Regions from separate parts of the Mus musculus genome. Here regions 1, 3 and 4 are each linked to region 2. The links are chromatin contacts, called in public Hi-C and HiChIP or PLAC-seq maps. All regions are on one chromosome and are shown on one strand. Each heading gives the region's core, a stretch centred on a gene start, on an enhancer-like site or on the middle of the called end of the contact. The rest is flanking DNA. Distances are from core to core; before and after follow the strand shown.

Region 1 (3,757 bases), core at 108-2,607, 230 kb after region 2:
TAGGTTGCTAGGACAGCCAATCGTCTTTTGAACATTCTGTTTTGTGTGTGCATGTGTGTAGTGACTGCACATAGAAGTGTTGTGAAAGGTTTCTAAAACTGTTGTGTCTCAACTGCCTTTCTAATGCTAGTAAATTTGAATTTTTCCTAACAGCTCCTCTGTTTTCTTTTTTCCAGATGAGTTTGATGCCTACATCATTGTGTCTTTCGTGAATGCCACACTTGTGCTATCTATCGGAGAGACTGTGGAAGAAGTGACTGACTCTGGCTTCTTGGGCACCACTCCAACCTTGTCCTGCTCCTTGTTAGGAGATGATGCACTGGTGCAGGTGAGCGTGCACCTCCTCAGCGTGCCTTGGCCGTCCGTCCTTTGCCCATCCTTTGCCCATCCTTCTCTTGTTTTGTGGTGTGCTTGAATTCATGTTTCTTCATTCTCACCTTCCAGAAAACCTGAGGGGAGGGTCTAATGTCTTATCAACATAAAAAGGGGTACTGAGAATTCATCCCTTTCAGGCTTTGAATAACTCGGCAGTTAGGAAAATTTGAAGCCTAACATTTCCTCCCTGTTGGTCATTCCCTATCACTGCTTTTCTCATCTTTATCATTAACATGTGGGCTTGGGACCTTTCTCAACTGAGGTGGCAAAGCATGAACATTTCAAAAACAAGCAGTGCCTCATTTGTGTGGTCCCAGTGTGCCAGTGTGAGGGCCATTCTGGGTGACAATCAGATTGCTAGTTAGATGTTCTTCTTTGACTGACTTCTAGGTGTATCCAGATGGCATCCGACACATACGAGCAGATAAAAGAGTTAATGAGTGGAAGACTCCCGGCAAGAAAACGATTGTGAAGTGTGCAGTGAACCAGCGACAAGTGGTGATCGCCCTGACTGGGGGAGAGCTGGTCTATTTCGAGATGGATCCTGTATGTTACTTGTTTTGTTCTGCTGGCCCTGTGTTATCTTCCATTATGGTCCTTGGGGTGGGGTTCTGTTGTTGTGCTTAGGCAGTGTTGTCAGTGTATGTATCTTAAGCATGCATGGATTCACAAGAAAGAGAATTGGGACTCTGAAGTGTCCACAAACAAGACAGTTTGGCCCCTTTTTTAAAGATTAAGGACAAAAACTAGGAAATCTAATTCAGATTACAGATGTGAAATCTCTTGAAAGCCAAATAGCTTGTTTTGTACCTCATCCTCATCTTCTAGTGAATATTTGGTAAAGAATTCTTTTATTTTCTTCTGTCTCGTTTCTCTTTTTTTGTTTTTTGTTTTGTTTTGTTTTGAGATACAGTCTAATGTAGAATTCTAGGCTGGTGACTCACAGCAGTCTTCCTGTCTCAACTTCACAAGTGCTGTGATTAGTCATGAGTTACTATTCCTGATTTTGCTATTTTATATGAAAATGTATCCAGAACTTACCTTCTACAGAAATCTCTAGTAGACTTGACATTTTTGTTGTTGTTTTGACTGTGTTTGAATTGGCTTTGGTGTATTAGGAAAGGGTTTTGTTTTTGAGATGGTCTCATGTAGACTAGATTGGCCTTGACCCTGTTCTTCTGTCTCCCTTTCTGTTTCCCATGTGCTAGAATTATAGTCTTGCATTACCACAGCTGGCTTTGTTCAGGGTTCTCATGATGAGAACAGATAAATGGCTTTATATATTTGTTTCTTGGTCTAGGATAGTGTATATTTATGCTACATCCTGCTTTTTTTCTTTCCCTCTGGGGCACTAACCTGTGAAGTTGATTTTGGGATCTGAAATGGTGAGATTCTTGGTCACTGACTTACTAAAAAGTGGAGTGAGATATAAAACAGTGTTAGCAGTGTTGCTCAGTTGATAGATCTCTAGCACTGTATAAACAGGGTGTGTTCAGACCCTTTGTAATCTCAGAACTCAGAGGAGGCCATGGTCTCAGGTTCATCCTTGAACGTAGCTAATAATAGTTACATGAAACCCCATCTCAGAAGCAAAAAGAGGGGTGAGAGGAGGCAAAAATAAAATTAAATTTAAAAAAAGTCTTAACAGCCCATCTTCCTTTCATACATAGTCCAGAGCTACAGGGTGAATTGTAGCACACAGACCTATTTTGTTTTTCTTCCTGTAGTCAGGACAGTTGAATGAGTACACGGAGCGGAAAGAGATGTCAGCAGATGTGGTGTGCATGAGTCTGGCCAACGTGCCCCCTGGAGAACAGCGATCTCGGTTCCTGGCTGTGGGGCTGGTGGACAACACTGTCAGAATCATCTCCCTCGACCCATCAGTGAGTGGCATTCTTAGTCTTCTGGGTGGGCCCTAAGCACCTGGCTCCCTAAAATCTGTGTCTATTGTTTTTCTCTCCTCTCCCCCATCTTGTCCAGCAGTGAGATCCTAAGCACCCAGTGTGGTGAGGTGTATGCTGCTGCCGCCTTTGATTCCCATAGCACACCTCGGGATGTTTAAGGATGTTGATCTGTGGCTACTATGTGTTTCTTCCTCAAAAGACTTGAATCCCTTTTGTAGTGTTTTAGATTCTATCTATGTTGTTCATGTTTTGCTTGCATGTTTGTATCAGGAAGTATCCAAGCCAACATGTAGATCCTGGGAGAGCAACAAGTTCTTTAAACCACTGGAGCCTTGCCTTCAGTTTAAAATCCTAAGACTGGTGATTAAAAAGGAATTTTACTTATTATAGGGCCTAATATGACTTTCTTACTTTGACCATTATCCACTTTGACAGAAATAAACAAGAGCTCCCCAAAACTTACTCTGAGATTTAGATTTAATAAGCATCTACTGTCTCAGTTTTCTTTTGGGGTTTCCATTTTCCTCAACAAAGATCCTCCTTCAATCCTAGCAGATTTCTGTGAGTATGTGTTTTCCAGAATTGTCTCTTACAGCAATTTTTCCTCCCCACTTCTGTTCCTTAGGACTGTTTACAGCCTCTGAGTATGCAGGCTCTCCCAGCCCAGCCTGAGTCTCTATGTATTGTGGAAATGGGTGGGACTGAGAAACAAGATGAGCTGGGTGAGAGAGGCTCTATTGGCTTCCTGTACCTGAACATTGGACTACAGGTAAGATGTCCAGGGGCTCACATTGGTGTAAGGCCTTCTTTGGTATCTATCAGCCTGTTCTTTATCCAGTCTAAGCATTTTCTTTGCCTGTAGTTCTAGATAGTCGCCTTGGGAAACTCATCATCTAGTGCTGTCAGAGACTGATTTTTCTCAACACTTAGAACATGTTAGGCAGGCCTGGAAATAGCACACACAAAGCGTCTTCATAGCTGGTAAAAAGTGCTTTGTGATAGGTGTTTTGGTTTGGAATTAAATGAGTCTTCAGTAGTGACCTATAGTTCCCATAGTATTCTAGTCTTTTAAAGTGAATTCCTCCCAGTTCATAATTGACCATGTTAGCTCTAGTGTGTAGAAGCCTGGGTGTTTTTGTAGCCAAAGGAGATGAGTTTTATCATGGTACAAAAAGCAGGAATCTAGTGTAAACTAGCATCGGTGCTCTCACGGTGCTATGTGCCTTACTTCCTGAATCAGGACCTGCAAAGACTTAAGTTAGATGGCAGACTTGTGCTTTTTCAGTTTTAGTTTCATACTTTAAAATGCTTGAGCATGAGACACACAAATGAGTCTTCATTTTCCCATTTAAAGGAGTATTTTACAGCAAATCTAGGGCAGTACCTCTTCCCTCCTATACTTAGTAATGTTATCTCTATAGTGTTTTGCTTTAAGAAACTAGTAATGTCATACCCACCAAGATTAGTAACACTTTCTG
Region 2 (3,575 bases), core at 268-2,767:
GTTTCTGTGTGTAGCCCTGGCTGTCCTGGAGTCTCCTCAGACTTATCACCTCAGCAGCTGCCCCAGACAATGCTCCAGGGCACGAGGTTTCTCCTACAAAGCACATCACCCCTTCTTAGTTACAGTGGGCTAATATGAACACTTAAGGCAGTAATGACTCGGAGCCCTTGAAAACACAGACTCAACACACACCCAGTTCAGAACAGCATTGTTTCTAACTCTAGTATCAAGAAAAAACACAACAGATGTATTTCCAGTCATAAAATAGTTTTTATGTTTTACTCTGAGTAGTGAGAAGGCAAAGTCCCCTGGTCCATCCTCTCAAAAGAATCAGTTTATTATGTATTGGAGCCAATGGCTGGCCTGCACTGGGTCCATCTCCTACAAGACCATAGCCCCTTATCTCATTTACTAGGTAAATCCAGCCCAAGTCCTTTCCAACTTGGGAGTATGGCTGCTTTCAAATCTCTCCAACTGGATCGTGTTTCCAACGGCCTTTTAAACCTTTCCAACAGAGCTGTCCAGTGCTTTGGTTCTGTGCGCCCAACTGCCCCACTCTTCGTTTCTCAGCTCTGCGGAGTCAGGCGACCATCAGCGCTTGGTCCTTTAGGGAGAGAAGGGCGATAGCAGTCCTCGAATCCTCGTCGCTCCGGTTTTTTCCAATCAGGGTGGGGCGGCGGCACCCCTCCGGCGGGCAGCCCGCACCAAACACTGCTGCAGCACTGGGTAGAGGCGCTGGCAGCCCTCCAGGCCCAGGCGCACAGCATCGGTCCAACTCTCAGTCTGCCCGCCTTCCCCACTGCCCAGTAACCCGGCCACCTGATTGAGCACAGGCATGAGGGCCACCGTGAGACCGGCCGCGGAGTGCTCCTCCTCCAGCCGCGTGGGGTCCAGCAGCCAGGTCGGGGAGGGTCCCGGGGTGAGGCTCAGGCCGCAGCCCACCACCAGATCGTACATCTCCACTCCCGCGTCGGCCAGGGCGAGCGCGGCCGCGGTGAGCGCCGCGGCCAGCGCACAGCCGCCGTCCTCCAGCAGCAGCGCCGACACCTCGAGCTGAGCACGCGGGTAGCGCCCCAGGCGCACGGCGGGCTCCAGAGCCTCCTGTAGCGCCAGTCCCAGCTCGCGATCCTCCCCGCCGCCGCCCTGGGGCGCGCGACGCCGGCGACCGGAGAAGGGAGCGCGGCGGAAATCGCAGAGCAGGCGACCCCGGAGGGCAGCGGGAGCTTCCCCGCCCGCTCCCGCAGGGCCGCTGCCGCGCTCGCCGCCCTCGGCCTGCCGCGGACCGGACACGGCGCACAGCACCTTGGTCCCGCCCGCCTCCAGGTAGGCGGAGCCCTTGGCCTGGCTCAGCAGCCCGGCGCGCGCGTACACCGGGCGGAGCCGCGTCGGGTCGCGAGCAGCGGGCGTCTCGTCGTCTTCGGCCGCGTACAGCTGCGGCGGCTGAGACTCCTCCGGCCCGCGGATGCGGCGATGGTCTCCCGGCATGGCGGCTACCGGCGTGCGAGCTACTTCCGCCTGCTGGGCTGCCCTTGCGCACCCGGCTCTTCCGCTCGCTTAAAGATGCGCGCCCGCGCAGAGCCTATCGGGAGAGCGGTAGGTGTGCGCGCTGCCACCTAGCGGAGTGGAGGAAGAACGGCGAGGTATAGCTGGACTCCTATGCTGGTACTTTAGCTAGTCCTAAGGAACGGATCTGTTGTTATTCCTAGAAGTTTGCATTCAGACTGTTTCACATAAGCTTGCCCAAGGTGAGAGGTTTTTGTTTACTCGTGCAATTAGTCCTCTGGCTGCTTCAACACTTGTTTAATAAATGGACGGTATCTCTCTTTGTACAACTAGATATTTCTAACACTCTGAGGAACTGTCATAAGCAGACAGTATCTCTGCTTCCAGACCCTGCTGTTTGTAGATTCATACAAATTGCATTTTAGGGCTGGGCCAGGGTCTTGAACCTACTTTAGGTTAAAGCAGTAGGGGTGGGGCAGTTAGTAGGACACACCTACATGTTCATACTGCCTATATCAGTTGTCTGACCTCATATCAGCAGCCTCAAACAGGCATGTGGACAGGCATGGTGGAGGTTGTCCTAAGAGACTAAGAACAGTGGTTCTCCACTGGAAGCAACTCAGAATTATTTTCCTCCACCCTTCTATTGAATTTCCTGAACTTTCAGGAGTCTGGGAGTCTATTCGGTGATACCATCAACCAGAAACAGGCTGGAACCGTAACAGATATACAGGAGCCAGGGCTCACCTCAGGACAAGAAGCAGAGCGCATGACATCACCAAGTATTGCACATGGTCCTTTTTATTTTCTGCAGAGAAAAGGCTTCCTTCCTCTGCAGACCTAAAGCCTCAGGCTGGCAGAGTGACCTCATCTAGATGTGATCATGACGTTAAAAAGCATTCCTGGGTAGTGATTTTAGACAGATGGTGCTGACATGAATGGGCTCAGAGCAGTAATGGAGGGGGGCAATGAATCACAGGACAGCTCCAGGCGTGTTCCCATTACCGCTGGATCAGGACGGACAGGGCTGCTGAGAGGTCCCATGACTCCAATGTCTTCGTGGCGGGAGGAGAGCTCCTGGCTGAATTCCCGCCTTCGGACATGTCTGGTTGATGGCGAGTTGCTTTCCCGAGAGGGCTTCCCTCCCATCAGTTCTTCACATCTCCCAGACGGAGCTGGGCAAAGGAGGTAGCCAGCTGCAGTGCTTCCTGAAGGCAGCCCACGTTCTTGCCTGTGGCCTGGGCGGACATGTCCTTGCCACCGCCTTTACCATCCATCAGGCCTGAAACCTGCTGGACCCACTCGCTGGCTTTCAGTCCCCGGTTGGCTGCATTCTAGGAGATAGGAGGGGAAAATGGTAGTCAGAATGGGATTGAGGGGGGAATGGCAGGCGCCCCCAACATCCATTTGTATCATGTGTGATGCTACCACAGACTAACACTATAGCTGGCACAGGAGAGCAGCTATGGCTACTGCCAAAGTGAGGACAGAGAGCAAAGCCAGGCATTAGCCAGGAGTGAAGTCTTTCACCAAAAGAAAGCCCGAGGGGTAAAGGTGCCGCAGGAGGCGACAAATGATAGACAGATCAACAGTTTCTAGTGAGGACTGCGTGCACACAAACAGTCTTGGCAAATGCTGTGAAGAAGCCCTCCTTGAGGAGCCACAGGCAGGGTTTCCCACTGGCATACGGGTTTGCAGGCTTTTAGACTGGGACTGTGGGAAGTTCTGACCTGGGGAACCTGGCACAAGCACGTGATCTTGCCAGCCTCATTGTCCACCGTGAACAGCATGGCAGATGTCTGAGGAGAATGCGTCTTGAAAAGCTTCAACGCTTCATTCAGGGCCTGTGGGGAGAACCTCAGGTTAGGTCACTGGCAAGGGAGCCCTGCTTTCTACAAGGGAAGCTGAGAACTCAGCCCTCAGAGAACCATCCCATTTCCAGCAGATGCTGTTCCCAGGAGCCCACCAGTGGCAGGACCCTGCCCACACCCTGGCTGAGGTCGGCCTCCTACCCCCAGGAAGCTCCTCCTTCTCTGGCCACCGGATCTCTCCAGGGCTCAGCCTAACTCTAG
Region 3 (3,343 bases), core at 86-2,585, 200 kb before region 2:
CCTTTGTCATGCTGGCTTAGTTGACACCTTGTGTGAAGCCAAGTGTGACGCTCTCAACCCAAGGAGGGGTCACTAGTGTGTAGTAAAGCAATGTTGAAGATGTTGCGTACAGGTCAGCAATACAATTTGCTGACACAGGCTGGACCTGTGGTTCACAGGGGGCCGGGGCGGGGGAAGGGAGGTCTCTGTGAGTTGGAGAGCAGCCTGGTCTATCTACATAGTGAGTTTTGGGTCAGCCAGGGGCCAACAGTGAGACTTTGTTTCAAAAATGGAAGTAGGGGGAGTCTAAGTCCTGTTTTTTGTTTGTTTGTTTTGATTTATTTATTGTTATATGTAAGTGCACTGTAGTTGTCTTTAGACACACCAGAAGAGGGCATCAGATCTCATTGCATATAGTTGTGAGCCACCATGTGGTTGATGGGATTTGAACTCAGGACTGTCAGTCAGTGCTCTTACCAGAGCCATCTTGCCAGTCCCTAAGTCCTGGTTCTTAAAGAAGATGTCCAAGCAAAGGCCCTCGTGTTGTGTTTAATATTGACTATAACTTTTGGGACTTCAAGTTACAGGCCAGGTAGTTTCCTTGATTTTGTTACTTTTTTCTTCTTCTTCTCGAAACAGTCTTAGGTTGGCTTCAACCTTCCTGCTTTCACCTCCTGAAAGCTAGGATCACAGGCATATGCCGGGTTATGAGATGAAGGGTATCAAATCCATGTCTTTGTACACTCTACCAACTGACCCCTACACCCCCAGCCTCTCCCTGTTTTTATTCTAAAAGTTCACAGTTTTACTTTACATTTGAGCGATCATCTTGAAGGCCCATGAGCAAGGATTATAACCTATGTACGCTTAACATTCATCGAATTGTCGCCTGCTTCTCTAGGTAAGAAATACAGGTCAGACACAAAATGAGGCTCTCAGATACCGGAATACATTCGGTTTTGAAGTTCATCTACACACAACAAAGTTTTTAACCCTTCCTCCTCCACCCACCGTGAGTCACCGAACTGGCGAAATATTCCACCGGCCATCTTAGTTGTGTCAGTCCAAATTCACTTCTCTTTTTTCTCTTCCGTGTCAACAATCGAGAGATTTATACCACGGTGCCCCTACGCAGGTTTTCTCAGCAGCTCCAACAGTTCCTCCGGGAAGGCTATCCACTTTCCCGCCAGCCGGGTCCAGGGCGTGGGCCCTTCCTTCGCAGCGCAACCTCCGCTGCTTTTCACTCCGCCGCGGACTCCCGAGTCTACCGCCCGCTGGGGAGGAGCCACGCCAGCCCACGCCCGCGGCTCCGCCCCCTCATTTAAATACACGTCGCCGGCGGGTGCGTCGAGCTCGCCGCGAACCCAAGATGGCGGTGTGTGGACGTGTACGGGGGATGTTCCGCTTGTCGGCGGCGTTGCCGCTGCTGCTGCTCGCGGCAGCAGGGGCCCAGAATGGTCACGGTCAGGGCCAGGGTCCGGGGACCAACTTTGGGCCCTTCCCAGGGCAAGGTGGAGGCGGCAGCCCGGCCGGCCAACAGCCGCCTCAGCAGCCTCAGTTATCGCAGCAGCAGCAGCAGCCGCCGCCTCAGCAGCAGCAGCAGCAACAGCAGCAGTCGCTTTTCGCGGCGGGCGGGCTCCCGGCCCGGCGGGGCGGAGCGGGGCCCGGTGGGACTGGCGGAGGCTGGAAGCTGGCGGAGGAAGAGTCCTGCCGGGAGGACGTGACCCGTGTGTGCCCCAAACACACCTGGAGCAACAACCTGGCGGTGCTCGAGTGCCTGCAGGACGTGAGGGAGGTGAGGAGGTGGGACGAGCCTGGGGAGGAGGGCCGAGCCTGGTGCGGGCCGGAGGGTGTCGCCGGCCTGGAAGCCGCGGATGCCGGGCTGCAGCAGCAGCTTCCCTCTGCTCTTTTCCTTCAGGGCTGTGCTCGCGCCTCTCTCTTTCCTGCCCCTCACTCCCGGGTGCGTTCGGGCAAGCGGATCCCACCCCGATCCTTCCTCCTCCGGTCCCCTAGTTCGCTCCCTGTCGTCGCGGTGTTCTGGGATCAGGACCTCGGCTCACGGCCTCAGTAGGCGCAGGCCTAAGGAGCGTGTTTTCTGTTTGCGCTCCTGTCTTTTGTGTGATGCTCTATGCAGAGCGGTTCCTCGCCGGAAAACCAGTTTAGGATTTGTTTGCTATCCGTTTCGACCTCGCCAGTTTGTAGCAATGGATTTCAACGTGGAAAAAAAAATCGGTACATTTAAACTGCTAAAGATCGATCTGCTGTTTATTTAGCAGTAGGCGCTTGGTGAGCTAACCTGGGTTCTCTTCTGGTGTGAATGTAGTCAAAAGCCGAATTTACTGTTTCTACCACATTCTTTTTTAATTGGTAAATCTTTACTATTTACCTGGTGCTGAAACTATGCTTTTTTTTTTTTTTTTTTTTTTGTCTTCACTTCCTGTGGTCAGTTTGTAAAGGACCTCATTTTTTAGGCTGTTCCTTCATGTCCCTTGGAACCCTATAAAGTCTGAGAAAGTTGCAGGCAGCATTTGATGCTATATAATAAATATAAGGTGTTTGTGGTCTGTAGTGGGGTCTTTCTGAAGTCTTAAGATAGTTGTTTTTGAGACCGGATCTGCTTGTAGCCCAGGTTGGCCGCCTATGAGAGGCATCCTTCCGCATCTGGCTGAACCACTTCATCTAGTTTGAAATAATTTTAACAGTACCTTAGTGAGTTCTTCTAGAGCTTATATTACTTGGTGTGCTCCAGTTAAAAAACATTGACAACTTCTTTTCTATATTTGATGCTGCAGACGTGAGCATATTGGTAGAAATATTTGTTTTCAAAGGTTTAGATAAACAAGATTACTCCCAAAATCTGGCAAGTAGAAAATTGCTATTTGGCCATCTCATTTGGAATACTGTATCTTCAGGATTGTTCAAGGCCATGATGTGACCACTGGTTTATAGACATTTGCTAGTCTTGCTTTAGTGTTATGCAAAGGTAAGGCCCTTTTTTTTTATGGCACATCCTGTTAATTCTGGAACTTGAGAGGAAGAGGCTGGCAGATCTCTCTCTGAATTTGAGACTATAGCCTAGTCAAAGTAGAGAGTTCCAGACCAGCCAGGGTAACAATAGGACTTAAAAAAACCAAAGTCATAAGAGGAAAAGACATACAAAATCAAGAGCCAGAAAGTTTCCAGAGCTACCAGAAATGTGGAACCTTACGTGGGTCACATGTATAGCTTGAAGATTGGAAAGTAGATATAGCCAATAGTCTTTTTTCTTTTCTTTTCTTTTCTTTTTTCTTTCTTTTTTTTTTTTTTTTTTTTGGTTTTTCCAGACAGGGTTTCTCTGTGTAGCCCTGGCTGCTGTCCTGGAACT
Region 4 (3,465 bases), core at 273-2,772, 170 kb after region 2:
CATTCTGTACTTTAGATTCTTAACTACCGAGGGACTGAAAGTTAGAGAGAGAGCTTGGTGGGTAAAGCGCTTGCTGTGCAAACATGAGGACCTGACCTTAGATCCCCAGCACTAACCAGTACAAAAGTCTAGGTGTGAAATTATGTGTGTATAAACCCTGTACTAGGTGTGCAAAAGGAGTTCGCAGGGCCCAGTGGCCAGCCAGTGTAGCTAATTGGTGACCTCCAGGTGGCGGAGGGGCTGGAGAGTTCCTAGCTCATAGCCACCTGTAAATCCAGCTTCAAGGGATCTGACCCTCTCTGGGTACTGCGTTCGTGAGCACATACCTACACACACCAATGCTTTTTTCAAGATAGAGTCTTACTATGTAGCCCTAGCTGTCCTGAAACTCACTCTGTAGACCAGGCTGGTCTTGAGATCACAGAAATCTGCCTGCCTCTGCCTCCCAAGTGCTGGGATTAAAGGTGTCTGCCACAGCTACCTGACTTTTATTTTTAGGTTTCTTATTTTATATATGTGTGTGTTTTGTGCTTTTTCTTAAAAAGACATTTTTCTATATGTGTATCTCCTTATGGGTATGTGTACATGGACCCATAAGGAGATATGGAGGCCAGAAGGTATTTAATCCCCCCGTGCTGGAGTTTCAGGTGGTTGTGAGCTGCCAGATGTAGGTTCTGGAAACCACCTGCTGGTCTTCTGCAAAAGCAGTAAGAACTTTCAGTTACTAAGCCATCTTTTTGCTTCTATGAACTTATTTTTCAAGGACTCTTAGAAGACAGATTGTCCGGGTACTGGCAGATTACGTGAAGTCTAACTTCTGATGTGTCTTGTGCCAATTCTAATTACATGATTAACCTGCAACAAAACTGTCCCTTTCTGGGACTGGCCTGCTGTCGTGGCTTACTCGTCTCAGCTAGAGTTGGGACTGGGACAAGCTTATTCCCATTCTGGTTCCAGTTAGAGATTCAGGGCCATGAAACAAGGCTGGGTGAGGTTGGGTCACTTAGGTTCCAACAGTGACAGGACTTTGGGTTCATAGGAGGTGGCTGGCAGGACCAAGTCAGTGGCCTAATGCCTGGCATCAAAGTGGGGCGCTCCCGGGCCCAGCTGCCCCTCAAGGTGGAGGTGGAGGAAATCACTGTGCCTGAGGGCTTTGTCCAGAAGATCAATGACCATCTGCTCCTGGTTTATACCGGCAAGACCCGATTGGCCCGGAATCTGCTGCAGGTGAGCTCAGCCCCTGACTAAGGAAGGCAGTTTCCTGGCTGGCCTTGGCTGGAGCTGATTCTCATGGCACCGTCCGTGTCCCGCCTGCAGGACGTGCTGAGGAACTGGTACGCTCGGTTGCCCGTTGTGGTACAGAATGCCCGCAGACTGGTGCGACAGACCGAGAAGTGCGCTGAAGCTTTCCGCCAAGGTGAGCTTGTTTATCGGTTCAGAGGTAACTCTTGCCTCAGGCCAGACACAACCCCACACATTAGGTCCTTGGGGATCTCCTTGTGTTTTCTCCTTGTGGAGCCCTATCTCAGTATAGAACTTGTCTCATGGGAATAGCCCTCTGATCCTAGTTACCAGGAAACAGGAGGAAGAGGCTCTGCCCTGACTGAGTTGCAGGGAAGTGGGGGCTGCTTAAGCCCCAATGATGAGGCTATAGAACACTGGCTGGGCACCATGCTGGCTGCTCCGTGCTGTGCCCGCAACCTTGTGCAGTTGAAGTCATGCCTTTTGACACTCCCTTCCTTCCCTCTGCAAAAGTTACCACCGGAGAATCTGGCCCAGGCAAACCATCCCCTCTCCTAACCCCAGGAAACCTGCCTCTGCTGGGACAGTACCTGACCTCATACTGGGAGCAGAAGAAGCTTATGGCCCCAGGCTGCGAGCCGCTGGCCGTGCAGCGAATGATGGATGTCCTGGCCCCGTATGCGTATGGCCAAAGCCTGGCAGGGGCAGGTGGTGGGGGCTTTCTCTATCTATTGACCAAGGAACCCCGGCAGAAAGAGACTCTGGAAGCTGTCCTGGCCAAGGCTGAGGTATGTGCTGGTATAATGGTTGGAAGTTGGTTGGAGTGAAATAACCCAACTGTGGCCCACCAAATCATGGTCCTCCTGGCCCCGTATCAGTCCAAAAGGCCTGGGAATGTTTAAGCTCTCAACACCTTCTGTCCCACCCAGGGCCTTGGCAACTACAGTGTCCACCTGGTGGAAGTGGATCCTCAGGGCCTGAGCCTGCAGCTGCTGGGACACGACACCCGTCTTTGTGGGGCCGGGCCCTCTGAAGTGGGCACCACCTAGAGCTGCAGCTGCGCGTCCCTTCAGTGGGGCTCACTTTGTTATCCCTTACCTACCTCTTCAAGTCTGCTGCTAAGGAAGGAAGCAAGACTTGGACAGAAGAGGCAGTGTTTGCAAACAGTACTGTGCTTCATGGTGGGCAGTGGCTGAGACTTGGCCTCTATCTCATCTGGATTAAGGGAGGTCTTAGTCACAGTGTCTCATGTGCACTCTACAAATTCCATGGCCCAGTGTAGGCCTCCTAGGGCCCTGCAAAGGATGACAATCAGACCAACTCTAAAGATAGACTTTCAGGCATTCCCATACCAACTCTGATTCTACAGCAGGGGCCAGGGAAGAGTGAAGGTGTGTTCTCAGGTCTGTGGTAGTGAACCACTCTCTGCCACAGTCTACAGCAAGCTTTTGATAACCTAAGCCTTTCTAACAACACTACAGTGTCAAAGGAACCTGGGGGTAGTGGGTTCTCAACACCCGCATCCTTGGAATAAATTCTAATTTTCAAGTTTGTCTTCAGAAAACTGTTTTTTTGCTGGGAGAAATTCCTACTTCTGGCATTGTGGGAAGCTGCTATACCTGGATTGATCCAGCCCCTGGTGCTGAAAGCCCAAGAAAGGGTTGAAGTCCAGGACTGGATGAGGGTTCCTGCTGTTAGGTGACTAGATGGGGGGAGACTTGACTGCAGGCCACTAGTGGAATGGCCTTGTCCAAGCAACCAACCCTTCCTGGACCCAACACAATGGCATGTCTCCAGGTAGTGTCTTTATTTGTGAACATCATAGCCTTGCCGTTAAGTCCCCAGGTACCTCCAACCTCCCTGCTGTCATGGGCATGTGTGTTGTAGTGTGCGGGCGAGAGAGTAACAGATGGCCAGGCATATGCTGCCCACTTAGTCCCCACCTCTCTGTTGGAAAAGCTCTCCCTTTTAGCCTCCAGCCGTAACTGCTCCTGGGAAGAACTTTGCAGTGAGTGCACTCCTTGCTTCCTGGTTTCCATGCAGTGGTGTAGCCTGGACCTTTGGCTGACCCAAGCCAGACAGTTTTGCATAGCTCTTTGGCTGTAACTGCTTAGAAAACAGGTCCTGAAGTCTGGCGGGCCACATGGCAGCTATAGGCGCAGCCTCTTGATATCCTCATTGCGGAAGTCTATGCGCAGAGCCAGCACCTGTCGCACTTCAGCA

The links. Hi-C and Micro-C count contacts between places; a contact is called where the count stands out from the background. HiChIP or PLAC-seq counts read pairs in DNA pulled down with a chosen protein or histone mark.
Region 1: an H3K27ac HiChIP or PLAC-seq map of trophoblast stem cells shows a contact between it and region 2, with 6 times the contacts expected there. The contact joins the enhancer-like site here to the promoter of Exosc6 in region 2. A contact is called at or near these places in 17 of 39 promoter capture datasets (the 3T3-L1 cell line, the C10 cell line, the HPC-7 cell line and 11 more), 3 of 15 datasets of contacts at CTCF or cohesin (embryonic stem cells and stem cell-derived epiblast-like cells), 72 of 484 Hi-C or Micro-C datasets (the 63-12 cell line, B cells, the C2C12 cell line and 24 more), 20 of 115 datasets of contacts at active chromatin or transcription factors (the SCID.adh cell line, bone marrow-derived macrophages, embryonic forebrain and 12 more) and 5 of 9 other capture datasets (adipose tissue, embryonic stem cells, embryonic tail and 2 more).
Region 3: a contact with region 2 is called in a Hi-C map of uterus, with 3 times the contacts expected there. The contact joins the promoter of Glg1 here to the promoter of Exosc6 in region 2. A contact is called at or near these places in 6 of 484 Hi-C or Micro-C datasets (the HL-1 cell line, embryonic fibroblasts, embryonic stem cells and 1 more), 9 of 115 datasets of contacts at active chromatin or transcription factors (the SCID.adh cell line, double positive thymocytes, embryonic stem cells and 5 more) and 3 of 9 other capture datasets (adipose tissue, liver and pancreatic islet).
Region 4: a contact with region 2 is called in an H3K4me3 HiChIP or PLAC-seq map of the 230-238 cell line, with 4 times the contacts expected there. The contact joins the enhancer-like site here to the promoter of Exosc6 in region 2. A contact is called at or near these places in 13 of 39 promoter capture datasets (the 3T3-L1 cell line, the HPC-7 cell line, HPC-7-derived erythroid cells and 7 more), 1 of 15 datasets of contacts at CTCF or cohesin (large pre-B cells), 2 of 484 Hi-C or Micro-C datasets (the C3H10T1/2 cell line and ventral hippocampal neurons), 16 of 115 datasets of contacts at active chromatin or transcription factors (the 230-238 cell line, the SCID.adh cell line, bone marrow-derived macrophages and 8 more) and 5 of 9 other capture datasets (adipose tissue, embryonic stem cells, liver and 2 more).

Annotation. Positions count from the first base shown.
Region 1 is chr8:110,822,666-110,826,422 of GRCm38.p6, reverse strand. Sf3b3 (splicing factor 3b, subunit 3) reads left to right here. Exons shown (of 26, transcript NM_133953.2): 12 at 177-328; 13 at 766-921; 14 at 2,103-2,258; 15 at 2,905-3,048. Among named protein-coding and RNA genes, the nearest start is that of Snord111, 14 kb to the left of the region's middle. Within about 2 kb of position 1,357, at least 28 of the 459 cell types and tissues checked have an H3K27ac peak or open chromatin away from gene starts, as enhancers often do. A contact at or near this core is called in the HL-1 cell line, bone marrow-derived macrophages, embryonic fibroblasts and 3 more, where this site is marked.
Region 2 is chr8:111,054,281-111,057,855 of GRCm38.p6, reverse strand. It overlaps Exosc6 (exosome component 6), which reads right to left and starts at 1,517. Exons shown (of 1, transcript NM_028274.4): 1 at 192-1,517. The coding sequence starts at 1,485. The coding sequence ends at 664. It overlaps Aars (alanyl-tRNA synthetase), which reads right to left. Exons shown (of 21, transcript NM_146217.4): 20 at 3,234-3,347; 21 at 2,287-2,837. The coding sequence ends at 2,652.
Region 3 is chr8:111,257,202-111,260,544 of GRCm38.p6, reverse strand. It overlaps Glg1 (golgi apparatus protein 1), which reads left to right and starts at 1,335. Exons shown (of 26, transcript NM_009149.3): 1 at 1,335-1,774. The coding sequence starts at 1,349.
Region 4 is chr8:110,881,793-110,885,257 of GRCm38.p6, reverse strand. It overlaps Fcsk (fucose kinase), which reads left to right. Exons shown (of 24, transcript NM_172283.3): 21 at 1,040-1,227; 22 at 1,318-1,417; 23 at 1,807-2,030; 24 at 2,172-2,802. The coding sequence ends at 2,291. It overlaps Cog4 (component of oligomeric golgi complex 4), which reads right to left. Exons shown (of 19, transcript NM_133973.2): 19 at 3,024-3,465. The coding sequence ends at 3,393. Among named protein-coding and RNA genes, the nearest start is that of Fcsk, 19 kb to the left of the region's middle. Within about 2 kb of position 1,522, at least 12 of the 459 cell types and tissues checked have an H3K27ac peak or open chromatin away from gene starts, as enhancers often do. A contact at or near this core is called in the 230-238 cell line, where this site is marked.